Regions from separate parts of the Zea mays genome. Here region 2 is linked to region 1. The links are chromatin contacts, called in public Hi-C maps. All regions are on one chromosome and are shown on one strand. Each heading gives the region's core, a stretch centred on a gene start, on an enhancer-like site or on the middle of the called end of the contact. The rest is flanking DNA. Distances are from core to core; before and after follow the strand shown. Region 1 holds the start of LOC103643222 (EAG2). Region 2 has its middle 24 kb from the start of LOC103643225.

The links. A called contact is a pair of places that touch in the nucleus more often than the background predicts.
Region 2: a contact with region 1 is called in a Hi-C map of tassel, with 6 times the contacts expected there. The contact joins the enhancer-like site here to the promoter of LOC103643222 in region 1. A contact is called at or near these places in 13 of 25 Hi-C or Micro-C datasets (bundle sheath, ear, endosperm and 4 more) and 1 of 3 datasets of contacts at active chromatin or transcription factors (leaf).

Annotation. Positions count from the first base shown.
Region 1 is chr1:211,438,888-211,445,686 of Zm-B73-REFERENCE-NAM-5.0, reverse strand. LOC103643222 (EAG2) reads right to left here and starts at 3,566. Exons shown (of 2, transcript XM_008666377.3): 1 at 3,419-3,566; 2 at 2,914-3,416. The coding sequence starts at 3,566. The coding sequence ends at 3,046. LOC100194296 reads left to right here and starts at 6,653. Exons shown (of 14, transcript NM_001359446.1): 1 at 6,653-6,799. The coding sequence starts at 6,698.
Region 2 is chr1:211,639,704-211,646,502 of Zm-B73-REFERENCE-NAM-5.0, reverse strand. No RefSeq gene overlaps it. Among protein-coding and RNA genes, the nearest start is that of LOC103643225, 24 kb to the left of the region's middle. Within about 2 kb of position 2,877, at least 17 of the 20 cell types and tissues checked have an H3K27ac peak or open chromatin away from gene starts, as enhancers often do. A contact at or near this core is called in bundle sheath, ear, leaf and 2 more, where this site is marked.

The sequences.
Region 1 (6,799 bases), core at 2,317-4,816:
TGAAACAAGATATGTCATCAGCAATGCAATGTTGTGGGACACCAGGTCGTAATGTTTGTTCAAATAACAACATCCATGAACTACGTTAATGTGTGATGCAGCTTTAAACAATGTTTTGTATCGTGCACCATACTTAGACAAAATTTTAGTTGAATGTTCTATGGCCAAGTGTTGTCCAGAATTACAAGCATTGCACACAAATGTTGTATAATGCTAACTTCGAAATAGATGATAGTAGAACAATATAGCTCACTATGAAATAAGAACATCAAGTGCAAAGCGGTACACTAGTTCACTTAAATGAAACCCAGGGTCCTATGCATGGTTTAGGCAGGCCGTAACGCAACATTGGACCGAGTTAGGTTATCAGTGGGATAGAGGCAAATAGTGGATCGTAAGGTGCCCCGTCTTTCGATTTCTCTAGTGATGTCAGTGGATGGTGAGGGGCATTGCCATAAAATCATTATCATCATTGGAGGTGGTTGTCAAGGTCGCATTGGCACTCCCTCTCCTATGAAAAGTTTGCCCCAACGATTGTTGATGTTTTCTTTTACCATGCAGCACACGACCACCAAACAATATATATTGTGTGGAAGTTAGGGATTTCTATGTTCATCAACTCTATATCTTTCAAATTGTTCTGCACTACAACAACAATACAACAAGTTGGGGAAGATAAACGAAAGAGCAGATCTGATAGGGAATGTCGACATACCTTGATATGTGTTTCATAGTCCGCTGGAAACTTAAACAGCTTATATACGCTCCCAAGAAAACGACAATAAGGTAAGTCAGCAATTATGCAAATCTGTTGATATCTTGCACGATACTCAGACAATAGAACTCTTAGATCTTCTGCGATCAATACTAGACCTGATGGACTCAGGGCCGGCCCTAGGGCCATGCAGCGGAGGCGGCCGCCGGGGGCCCAGAAAAGAAAGGGGCTTAATATCTAATAGAATAGTAGAGCTGTTGTTAAGTTATTGTCTTGCTGAATCGCACAGAAGCGGAGGAGACGACGCACGTCAGGCTAAAGCACCAGTTGAAGGCCTCCTACACCGCTGCACAAAACCAGTCACGTCCTCACTGTCGTCGCCGATCGCATGTCACAGGCTCGCAGCTCTCAGGTAATTCACTATTCACTAATTCTTATTCTTTCATATTCATACATATTCTTTAATAGTTCAATTCTTTATTTATATAAAGTCTTATATATTTAGTTGTAAATTTTCAATTCTAATGAAATAATTACTTGCTTTTCTGATTAGGCGTTAGATGTTACCAAAGAAGTTTCTTTTCATTACAAGCAATGGATGTGACATAGTTCTATTCTTCATTAAGTTAATCATATTAGCTCCAAGATATAATGGCTAGTTTGGCAACCCTATTTTTCAATAGAAAATCTCTTACGTGGCGTTTGGATCCCTTCATTTTAGAGGAATTGGAATTCACTCAATAAAGTAACTTATTTAGTTTGGAATTTGACATTCCACCACTTTCCAAAGTTCAGATATTAGGGCCCGTTTGGCAAAGCTCCAGCTCCTGCTTCTTTAGCTCCAGATCCTGATCGTCGTGAGGAGCTGATCCTCCTGATTCTCCTAGAAAATCAGAATCATTTTCAAAACGTTTGGCAAGTAAACTGATTCTTGTCTTCTAAGAGTTGGTGGTCTGTGATGATTGTCTGTTTTACCCTTTGCAGTTCAACTTTGTTACAAACCAATAAGTAGGATGCATATACGGAAAAAATATGAAACAATAACATATAAAATATTCCCATCGTAGTAGTGCATAAAATGGTCTCAAATGTTTAATCCATAAATTGGCTCGTTATGTTTTTGTCCAATGGCAATTGCGGGTAATTTCGATCAAACTTTAAGGGAGGTCCATATTTGGTTGGTTGAGGAGCTGTTTTAAGGGAGGGTGGAGCAGGTTTTTTTAGATCCCACCTTTCTTCACAAAAACGACTCCTGATCTTTCAGCTCCACACGAGAATCAGTTTTAAAAAAATACCCGTTTGGCACGGCTCCTCTAGATCCTCGCTTAGAATCAGGAGCTGGAGCTGTGCCAAACGGGCCCTTAGTCTATCTCAAATTCATGGGTGGAGGATATATGAGAAATGATTTTATATACTAGTAGAATTTGTTTCTACTCTGTAACTTACGTGACACTCTTCGTCTCACTCCTCTATAGTAAAAATATAGCACATAAATATCTCCGACATCTTGTTAATAATAGTATACAAATATATTTTATATAAAACTGAATTATCTTAATTGATATATGCCTAAATTACTATTATTAGAATGGAATTCAATTCCAATGATTTAAACGGGGCGTTAGAAAAACAAGATTGACAAACTAGCATTTTTACTTCCACACCGACTTGCCGACGGCCGGTGAACCTGAAACCTACCTTGCTAAGTGCAGAACAGCTACAACCACATGTGCACACTCTTACTTGTCATTGACACCGTCTCGCGTCATTACGCCCACAAACCTCATCAGCAAATACCAGTTTCATTTTCATACTAACGCCCCAGCTTAAGCAAAAATATGATATCTAATCTTTCAAACACTTCATTTCATCTAGCTCGTGGAAGATCTTGATACTAAAAAATGCTAGTACGTTCTTTGACTCCTCTTGGTCTGGAGGGTTGTTTAATTAAAAGGGCTGGCCGTACTGCTTGTTCAGAGACTACTAACTAGTAACTACATATTGACTTCTGATCATTGCACCTTGACATGCTTAATGAGTGGCCGGATTACATATCAAAGCAACAGAACGCATCAACTAACGGATTAGCACAATCACGCGTTCGCGTTGCACAATCCATGCACCTGCATGCATATATATATAGCTGGCGTACGAGCCTGATGATATATATAATAACTTGGCTGGAACAAGCGAGCAAGTGAAACCCAATCGAGCATCGTTACATTTTATTTTATTCAGAAGCTACATAGAGACTGATGACAGTCCAAGCATGCATCATCACACATCGTCCCAAGCTTGTGAAGTAGCAGCAGCAGTCTAGCTAGATGGATCTACTTGTTGTTGCCTCCTCCCTGGTGGAGGCCATGGAAGAACTCCTGCGGGCTGGCCTCGAAGACGGAGCGGGAGATGTACTCGCCGCCGCCGCCGGGCGCCTTCATCATTCCGTCGCCGCCACTGCCGCCGGAGCCTGACTTCCCTGCACCACCATAGCCCCCACCGCCGCCGCCTGCTGACTTGCCGCCGCCGGTCTTGCCACCAACACCTCCTCCGCCCTTGCCACCTCCTCCGCCCTTGCCACCACCCCCGCCGCCGCTCTTGCCACCGCCACCTCCGCCCTTGCCACCACCCCCGCCGCTGCCGCCCTTGCCGCCCATCTCTCTCTGAGAACGATCGAGTTGCTGATCGATCAGTACTCTTCTTGGTGACGTTCAGTGGTATATCCCGAGAAGTAGACTGAAGGCCTTCCCTCTATATATAGAGAGCGGAGCGAGGTCCATGGCGTTCGAGTGTTCAGCGCATCTAGCGATGCACACGAAGCGCTGGAACAGTCCAGTGGAATGCATGCATTCATTCACTCCCCAGTGTTCGTTGTGGCTGTGTCCCTTCGTTTTCTTCAGACTATAATAAATTCATCCATTGTTCATTCCCGACGCCCTGACTGCTGCGTGTGTATGTATCGTTGCAATTTTAACTCAGTCCACTTTGACTGACTCTGACTGGCTAGTGTTTTTCCTAGTATATTCGTTCCCCGAGTTTACCGCCTTTGATAAAAACAAAAGAAAAAACTAGGCCCTGACGATGGTTCTCAAAGCCCATGACACTCCCTCCAGCTTGGCGGCCCGTTTGTCCATTGACAGCCCGGCCTGTTCCTTCCCGCCGATGGCGTGCAACCGTTCGTCGGTGCCCGGAAGCTCAGTTTGGCTACTTGCATTGTGCTCGTGCGTCACATGATTTTGTTCTTTTGTTGGCAACAACGACAGCTAATTCATCGATCCATTGTGGATTTTGGCCATGAGAAAAAGAAGAAGAAAATAATATACTCACTGTATATTACCCAAGAAAAATTGAAACAAAAGTGGAAAAAGAAAATGAGGAAAACATGGGGGGCATGTTTGGTTTGTTGTCTCTGTTACCAAGTTTAAGGTTAGACATATTTGACTAGCTTAGTCACGTGTTTGGTTTGTAGCCATAGTTATGACAAAATTTTTCTCCTATACAGAGGTCTAACTCGTCAATGACTTGTAAAAGTACAGCAAAGTTGTCTTAGTATGCTAAGATGTGACGAAGAATTTGAATACCTAACCTCAGTCAAGTGTGGCAGAAAATATGTGTCAAATTTAGGCATCTTAGTTATACAACCAAATAGACCTGTCGTCTGTCGCTTGCCGCCATGGAGATTGGAGAGTGGACACTTACTAGCGGCTGATTCAGGGGGTGCAAAGTGGGCCCTTAATTTTTATAACCTCTTATACCTAGTGTTCATTTAGGGTTAAGTATAGAAAAAATTAAAGTTTTTTAGTGGGCTAAAATCGTTTTATCTTGGCCTCCTCGTAAGATCAGTCCAGTCCTCTTGACTCCTATCCTCCTTTTTTGGATTAGTCCTCGCATCTATCCATTCAATCCTATTATTCCTGACGCTGCTCTAGTCAGTCCACCTCGATGCCCCGTTCTCGATATTACCACCACTGCCCGTTCTAGGTATGTGATGTCGCCCGCCCCGCTCATCGTCATCGCAACGCCAGCCAGCCCGGCAAGCCTAATATCGCTCATCACGATGATGTGACTCGTCCGTGGCAGTTGGTGAGCTTGGCGAACCAGTGAGCCCTGACACTGAGCTGGAGACATCACCTGACCCCACTCTTTCCTAATGCCCTGCCCATCAAGGGAATCCACATTCAGCAAGACACACATGGCTTCGATTCGGTAAGGAAAAGACTTAGCAGTATGTTTGCTTCTTTTGTCCATATAGTTTTTTTAACGTATATCATGTTTGATGGCAAAAACAACAACTAATTCATCGATCCATTATGGACTTTGGTCATTTTTTACGACGGTAGGATCCGTTTCTATTATTTGCATAACAAAACAGTAAAGATTGTCTCATATCGACAAAATAAAAGGGTACCAGCGCACCCACTCATCTGTGATAGAAACATATCAAAAGTAGACCTAGGGGGACAAAATAAACCTACTGGATGTAACGAGGTTTTTCCAGGAGGCACACAGGTCTGGCTCAGAGCCGTGGATATCAGACCGAAAACAGTTCTCGTCGCGGGGGACGACGAGCTACTTAACCCAACAACAGCTAACTGACTGCAAAAAAAACCCCAGCATTGTGAGCAGATCAGTTGTCGCTTCTAGATTCATCATTCTCTTCATCATCTTTATTCGATGCCGTAATCTCTAGCTTGGAACTTCGACTTTCATCAACAACTTAGCTCCTTCTTGTAGTAGCTCACACAACTCCTTCTTTCTCAATCCTGGCCACGTTTTAACCAACGCACAAGCATGGCACAAAATTTCATAAGGTGATTTAATTAAAACATCGACGAAGCAAACTTTATTTAAGCTTTCCAAGTATCCTAGAATATATCCGACACCCGAACTACGTTTTAACTTTCCAAGTATCCTGCCCACATTTGCAGCCTGATCGCACCTCGAAGGGTGATAAGGTAAATTACTTGAATGGTGGAGGGAACATAAGTACAATTTTCCAATATTATCTTATTTTGCTAGAGATATTCTTCTTATTCTTGTTTCGTCGGTTTTGTCTGAAGCAACATTCAACACAGTGGGTAGAACAATTGAAGAAAGGAGATCCTCTCTTGCATCTGAGACAGTGGAGGCCATCACCTGCCTTAAGGATTGGAAAAGAGCAGGAGATAGAAAGCAACATCAACTTGAAGATCCTGGGATTGAACAAGCTTTTACTGATTTTAGCCATGATTAGTGTTACTTCTTTTATCTAGTTCATCGTGTTATTATGGACTGTTATTGTAATATGGACTGTGAACGTTAAGACTTTTGTCGATGTGCACTATTTTCTTTACAGAGGGAGTCCCACACTGGGGTGCAAGGTTTTTAACGAGACAGATCGAGGAATAAAATGTAGTTCCTCTCAAAAATTTGTTTGTGTTGTCTAATTTATTGTAAGGATAAGGATATGCCTTATGTTGTTGCATCAATGTCTAAAACTTTGTTTCTGTATTTTGTTGTGCTGCTGTTTTTGTTGTTTGTGAGGTTTTGTTGGCCCTGTCACTTAATTGCGTGTCGAGCCTAAGCCAGCATGACCGAAAGCAAGCCCGCCATGCTTTAGGGTGACCTTCATTTCAGGTGATAGGCACGCTACGACCCGGACCGGATGGAATCCGTGTTGATCTAGCATGACACGGCCCTAACTTGCAGGACTTCCAGTGTTGCCTGCATGCTGCAATCAGAAAGAGGAAGCACACGGCGGCAACCGTTGCCTGCCTGTGTCGTGCGTCTGGTGGGTGCTGGTCGCAGTCTCGCAGACTCCCAGCCCGCGGCGCCCGGTATGCCGCTCACGCCCCCGCTGCGGCCTCCGGGCCCCTCCCTTCCCGCGCCCTTCCTATTTCGGGATCGCTAGTACTACTAGGGCCGCGGACCCCTCCGCGACGGCCCGACCTACCGTTAGCTGTCCCGGCGGTCCGCTCCTCTCCCGGCCACCTCTACCCCGGACGCATGCATGTGGACATGTCCCACCGCGTCCGGCTCGCGGCGGCGGCGCTCGTCGCGGTCGCGGCGCTGGCCCTGGCGCTCGCCCCCGGCGCCGCGGCCAAGTGG
Region 2 (6,799 bases), core at 1,628-4,127, 200 kb before region 1:
TATAATCTATTAAATATTGTTTATGATCTCTCTAAAAAAATCCAGGTTATGCATCCACCAACGACTCGACGTACTCGAGCGAGGCCGTGATGGAGTACTCATGCATGACCCAGCCCGTGCTACCCTTGTCATCGTGCTCATGGAAGTTGACCTAGCGTGTACTTCTCCCACTCCATCTCTACGATGCTGCCACACACATAGGGCTGGACGAGATACTCGTAGCTTGATAACTCGCTCGATTCGGCTCATTAGTAGCTCGGTTCGACTCGGCTCGTTTTAATTTTGTAGCGAGTCAAGCTAGCATTCTAGCTCGGTTCTCTAATGAGCCAGCTCGGGTTAGCTCGTGAGCTAGCTCACGAGCCAAATGAGCCAAGCCACAACACAAGTTTGTTTAGTCGTTGGTGTCGTCTCATTTCTCATAGTCTTGTTTTCTCGTAGTTATGATCTGTGATATGGACATGTGTGGACGTGTCATGTGCTTAAATATTTGCATTATTGCATGGCTACATACCTATATTGTATATATAATATTTGATTATTGGTTATGGTTTTGTGAACTTTGTTTCTAGCAGCATATGACGTTAGTGTTGTGCAATGAAATGTTGCATGTTTGTGGAATGGATGTTGAATTGCTTTATAATGACACTTGTTGCTATCTTATTATAATACGAGTTTGTAAATATGTAAGTTAATACATACTTGGTTATTTAATTTAATATTAAAAGTTAGAAGCTAGGACGATGATATGATAATAATATTATAAAAGTTTTGGGTTTGTAGTGTTAAACACTTAAAATATGATTTTTCGGTTATATATATATTTATGTACATAGATCTTTGTATTTAGTCGTGTAGCTCGCGAGCCTAGCGAGCTGGCTCGAGCTTTATAACGAGCCGAGCCGAGCCAGATGTTTAGCTCGTTAGTATAACGAGCCGAGCCGAGCTAGCTCGTTACAATAACGAGCCATAACGAGCCGAGCCATAATGAGCCGAGTTAGCTCGATATCCACCCGTAGCTGTGAGTGACCGCTTGGTCAGGTTGCCGTGCTCAGTGGATTCTCCAATCCAGAATACGAACAAGATGGCTTACATCATACACCAAACAAAACTCTGATGGTCTTGTGGTTCTTATTTTAAAATATAATGCTTAACTCATAAAAAATAGCTCCAAGTGTTTTATTTTATAAAATTTAATTTAAAGTAATATAGGACATATGATCAAGTGACCCAAATATATATTCTAGATGAGTGCCCTACTCTTATTTTCTACACAATTCTTAACATTTTATCTCTTAATAATGTAATTTACTTTTTAAAATACATAATTTATAGCTTAACTGTTAGAGCTCAATTTGATTTTAATGTTCTAAACACTCTCTCCGTTCTAAAATAAAATTTGTTTTGCCATTTTAGTAGGTTCATACAATGTTTGTTGTATATGTTCTATATATGTGTCTACGTTTGTTAAACATAGACATAGAAATAAATTGCTAAAATGAATACTAGTTTAGAAGGAAGCAAGTAATATTTTAATTTTTTTGGCACTATTTTGAGATATTTTTTAAAAGATGAGGTGGCAGTAGTAACGGATTCCTTACGTGTTTCGTACACGCCGGCCGGCCGGCCGGCATGCATGGTGTGCGCTGCTGCCTGCGGGGGCATGATCGGCATCTCGCGGTGACCACAGGCAACGCCACTGTAGCAGAGCCGGCAACAGACCTCCAGTCGAGCGGGCCTCTCAGACCCTAAAAGACAAAGACGAGATGCATGGATGGGTCGCTTGTTTCCAATTACACTTGTGCAATCACTGACCGGGTTGATTAGACTTCACGGATACATACATCACGAGTGGGTTTTCGTTTCACCCGACTTAACCTAACATATTGCCATCCCTAAGGGCTTGTTCGGTTAGCTCTCAATCCATGTGGATTGAGTGGGATTGAATGAGATTAAATCCCAAGTAAGTCAAACTCTTTCTTAATTTTTTCCAATCTCATCCAATCCATGGGTAACGGAATTAACCGAACAAGGTCTAAATGGGGCTGATCCTCCAATCACATGCAACACGCACCAATAAATATTCAGCCATTCCAAGTTTGATTCATTCATTTAATGTTTAATTTAACATACAATAGGGATAAATATTCAGTCATTAAGATTTACTTGAGTCATTTAATGTTTACTTTAATAGAAACAACAGCAACAAATATTCAGTTATTCAAATTTTACTTCAGTGGTTTAAGGTTAAGTCGAGGATAAAAGACGGCTATGGCAACGAATGCGTAGAGATGCGACAGTGAGAAATTGCAAACGTTAGGGTGACAGAGTGGTGCGACAATCGATCAGGGCAAAGTTTAGTTAATTGCAGCCGACAGCCGAGCGAGACACGTGAGCAGCGGCATGGGACACACACATTCACCCGCATGCGCATGCGCTTCTTGTATACATGTCTAAACCGGGCTGAAGGGCGACACGATGGCCCGACCCGACCGGAAGCGTGTCCGGGTCTGCCCAGGCCGTCTACCAAGCTGTGCTAAGCCGCTTATCTGGTCCACGTCCACGGTGTATGCATGGGTCCGGTCCGGTTAACGGGGCGGCCTGATAACGGCCCAACTCGGTATATAATTCGACAGTCGTCACTCTTGAAATATGATATGTGTTTATGTGTACATAAAATTATGAAATGGGATATGAGTTGTGTATCTAAAATTCTATATTTAAGTTTGTATCAAAAATTTTAAATATAAGATATTGAATCTGAAATAAATTTAAACATTATTTTAAATTTTGAATTTTGGAGTGTTTACGGGTCCGAGCCCAGCATGGCACTACCGGCCCGTTGTGCCTCTGGCCCGGTACAGTCCCTATAAAAATAATCGTGTTGGGCCTAGACGCTTTAGACAGCCTGCAAGCCGGCCCGACACGACACTAAAACCGTGCGGGGTTCGCCATGCCCGAACCGGCCTGACCCGGCACGTGCATTTGGACAAGTATAGCTTCTTGCTTTCCTCGCCTTCTTCCTAGCCCTTCTTCCTGTCATATCCTTGCCAGGTCCTGTGTCCCTCGTAGGTCCGCTTCTAGTGATTGGTGTTGGCGTTCATGGCCTGCCCGACCGCGAAGAAGAAAGCCTCATGCTTTCGTCCATGCTTCTCGAGGAGAGGAGAGCATGCCCGACCATGATGTTGTTCCGCGGTTGCCGGTTGAGGAAGGTATAGGATGCAAGGGAGTAGGTGAAGCTTGACCACCTCGGCACCTCCTCGTCAGTGGGTACGAAATGGAAGCCAGGAGGAAGACCAAGCTCCACGGCGGCCATGGACGGTGACTCACTGACTCTATTGCAGTATTGCTCCCGTTGGCGGCGGCTCGCTAGGGATTGTTAACGGGCGTAGAGCGGCGTGGCAATAGAGAGGAGAAACGCTAAAGGATTAGATCGAGTTCGAGTGGGCGCTGCAAGAGACGACGGGGGAGTTATAGAACGACGACACGGAGAGGCGAGAACCCAGAACGTGTTGTGGATGCAGCCTTCCCATCAAGTCCGACTCCGACCCCGCTACGCGAGAGATTAATATCCGACTACAAATAAAAAGTAGGAGTAGGAAACAATCATGATTTTGTTGGTGCCAACAATGTCCCTCTTCCAAGTCGAGTATCCCTGGAGGTCTTCCGTAGGGGCAACACCGTCGTAGGTGTCCGTGGCGTTGACACCGTCGTCCTCGGTGTCGAGAAGAAGTTCACCCCCAAGCTCCAGGACTCCAGGTTGGTGTCTCCTCCCTCCCACTAGATATCTTGACGCCACTGGTGCTTCACCCAAATCCACCGCCCCCAAATCTCCGCAAGTCTGTGCGCAAGATCGCGAACTTGGACATCCCCCCACATTGCCGCTGGTGTGCGCGGGGCTCAAGGCCGACACGCGCGTGCTCATCATCAGCACCATCTCACCGTTGTTATTATTGTTAAATTCTATGGTGCTAATGATTGATTCCTAAGCTCCTAGAACACCAATATGTAACAGCAAATCCTCGATGACGAGTACATCTAATCTACTGAGAGGAACTAGATAACATACCTTCGTTGTTGTTCATCGCGACAGCCATTGCGGTGGCGTCTTGCAGTGAAGACTCATCTCCTCCTCCACCTCCCTGTATGTGGCGAGAAGACTGGTTCCCGTCGCTGGTCGGTGGTGGATCGGCCAGTGGCACATGCAGGGGGAGTCTCAGATCCCGATCTCGTTGGCGAGATCGTCGAGACCGAAGCCTTGAGTTGCAGGTCTTCCAGTCACTCCGAACGTCTAGGTGATGGGGACCTAAGCAAAGTGTTGATTAGAGTTTTGTGGTTGAGTGATTAGCGTTAGCTAAACCCGTCGGCCTCCTTAATCTATTTATATAGCGTTGTGTGACCGGGAGTGCAACCAACGGTTAGGATAGCCCCCGCTTAGGTGCGTGGTTAGACAGTTAGGATTAACCCTACGTCGGTTTCTGTTAACCGGCTAGTGTAGAGGACACAACCTAACAATCTCCCCTTTGTTCTCTACAAACCTCACACTCAAAACTTCTCTGAATTCCATCCTTTAATAAATTTACACATAGAGACCAATGCATGACTGTAACACCCCTGGTGTTACTATCACTAAAATTTGAGCATAACATCATGAGCATTAGCATATCTTGTGTTTGTTACACTTAGTGTGCATTCACTAGGTAAAAATTTCAAACAAGTTGTATTGATATGACTTGTTATGTGTGAAACCCTAGTGTAGGGTACTTAACCCTAAACCAGGCTTAGGAGTGATAATAAAGCCCAAGCATAAGGAAACCTCAAAACTCATGAGAAATAATCATAAGATATCACATTTAATGGACTTAAGTGGCACCCAAACCCTAGAAGTGCCAAAAACCCTAAAAAGACCCCTGGAAAACCCTGAGTTCAAACCCTAGGGGGTTATATGTAAATTTTGCACACTTTTGGACCCAAGTGCAAAAACCAAGGTATTTGGATACCTCAAATCATATGGTTCACACCTTTGTGGGATTGCAAAGCAAATCATGGAAATTGGGCCTAATTGCAAAAAGGTACCCTAGGAATCATGTGTGACTAAGTCTGAAAACTAGTGAACAGGGCTGATTTTGGAGCTCTGTAGTTCTAAAAATACAAGGAATTTGCCTAGGGTCAACACATCAAACTTGTAGAGTTACTATAGGAGTACAACTTTGCTTAAGTGATTAAGAATTGTTGTTGTACAAAAAGTGGAGATAATTAGCCCTAAAGTCTGGCTGTCAGACCACTTTGAGACTGAATACTGACTATCAGTGAGTTTTGAGGAACTTTGGGCTCGATTCATGCTCAAAGGAATAAGCAAATGGGCAAGATCCCTATAGCAGAATTATAGCTGGTGTATAGGGCTACAAGTTTGCTACAAATGAATTAGCAAGTTCTTATACGAAAATCCAACATATGGGCACTACAAATCTGTCTGTCAAGCGCTCTGAACAAGTTCCCAATGGTACATTGTGCTGAAAATATCCCAGATTCAGTTCATCTCGCCGCCGGTGATCCCGCACTGGGATTCTCGTCGTCGTTACAATTCATGCTCTGTGGGTTGCAGATAACTCTTAAGGGTAAGAAATATCGCACCATGGATGAACTCCGGCCACTGTTCACTCCGGCCGTCGTACCCGCCTGAGTCACGGCCGCTTCGGATAGACTCACCGGAGTTAGCCACCTCGCGACCTTGCGCCACATGGTTTGGTGCTTTAACCACATCGCAGTGAGTCACCTTAGCCCAACCGATCATCGTCGGTGAGCTCGCCACGGTGAAAGCCACCAATTGCTTGCGCCAGTGCACCCCCTTCTCTTCGGCCGCCACCGCGCCATCTCAAGTTCACGGGCCACCGTTCTAGGGTCCTATAAATTGAGCACACCCTCGGCTCCGCTATGTAATTATGCACCCAACACACCCACTCGTGCCTCCAATTACTCACCAGAGCCCCCGAATTGCTCACTTCCCCCAAATCGGTTTTCCGCCACCGTAAGAAGGGTCTCACCGTGGCAAGTGCGCTCCAGGTCCAATCATGACCTCTGATCTCTTGTTTCAGCACCCTTACATGCCCCTGATGCTTCTCGACCCAACCGATTAGACTAGACCTCCTTAGATCGCCGGGAACACTTCATGCGGTCCATTGATCCCGCTGGCACCGCGGGCAGGGTGATTTAGAGCTCAAATCAAGAAATTAAGTGAGGGGAAATGATCGTGTAGGGTTGAATTCGGTGTCCAACAAAGGGGAGGGTTAGCCGTTGCTTATTCTGGCCAGTACAAGCTCGCCGGAGCTCGTCCTGGCGCCGTTCGTCAAGGACCGCGGTCTGTGAAGAAATAGAAGTGCGAGGGCCTATTTGCATTTGTTAGTGACCCAAGCAAGTAATGCGCAGGGTTCTTCGCTAGTTATTCAAACCCCTGAGGACCTTGGCGCAAATTGTCCACCGCGGGCGCGTTTGCCTGTTCACGGGCTGACTTGGGCCAGTTTCGGCCCAATACTATTCATGATTTTCCCTTTTCTTTTTCTTCCAGGATTAGAAAAATCTAGAAAATTGTAGAAAAATGATAAAAATATGAGACCAATTTTGCTAGACTCCTAAATTTCTATAGTATTTAGTAAAAATAGTTTTATTATTTTTAGTCCAAATAAGGAATTATGGAGTATTTAAAATAGCCAAAACCTATACTCTTGGAATTTTATAAATGGATTAATAACTCCAAAAATCAGTAAACTTTTTGGATAAGCTTAAAATAATGTTTAGAAACCTT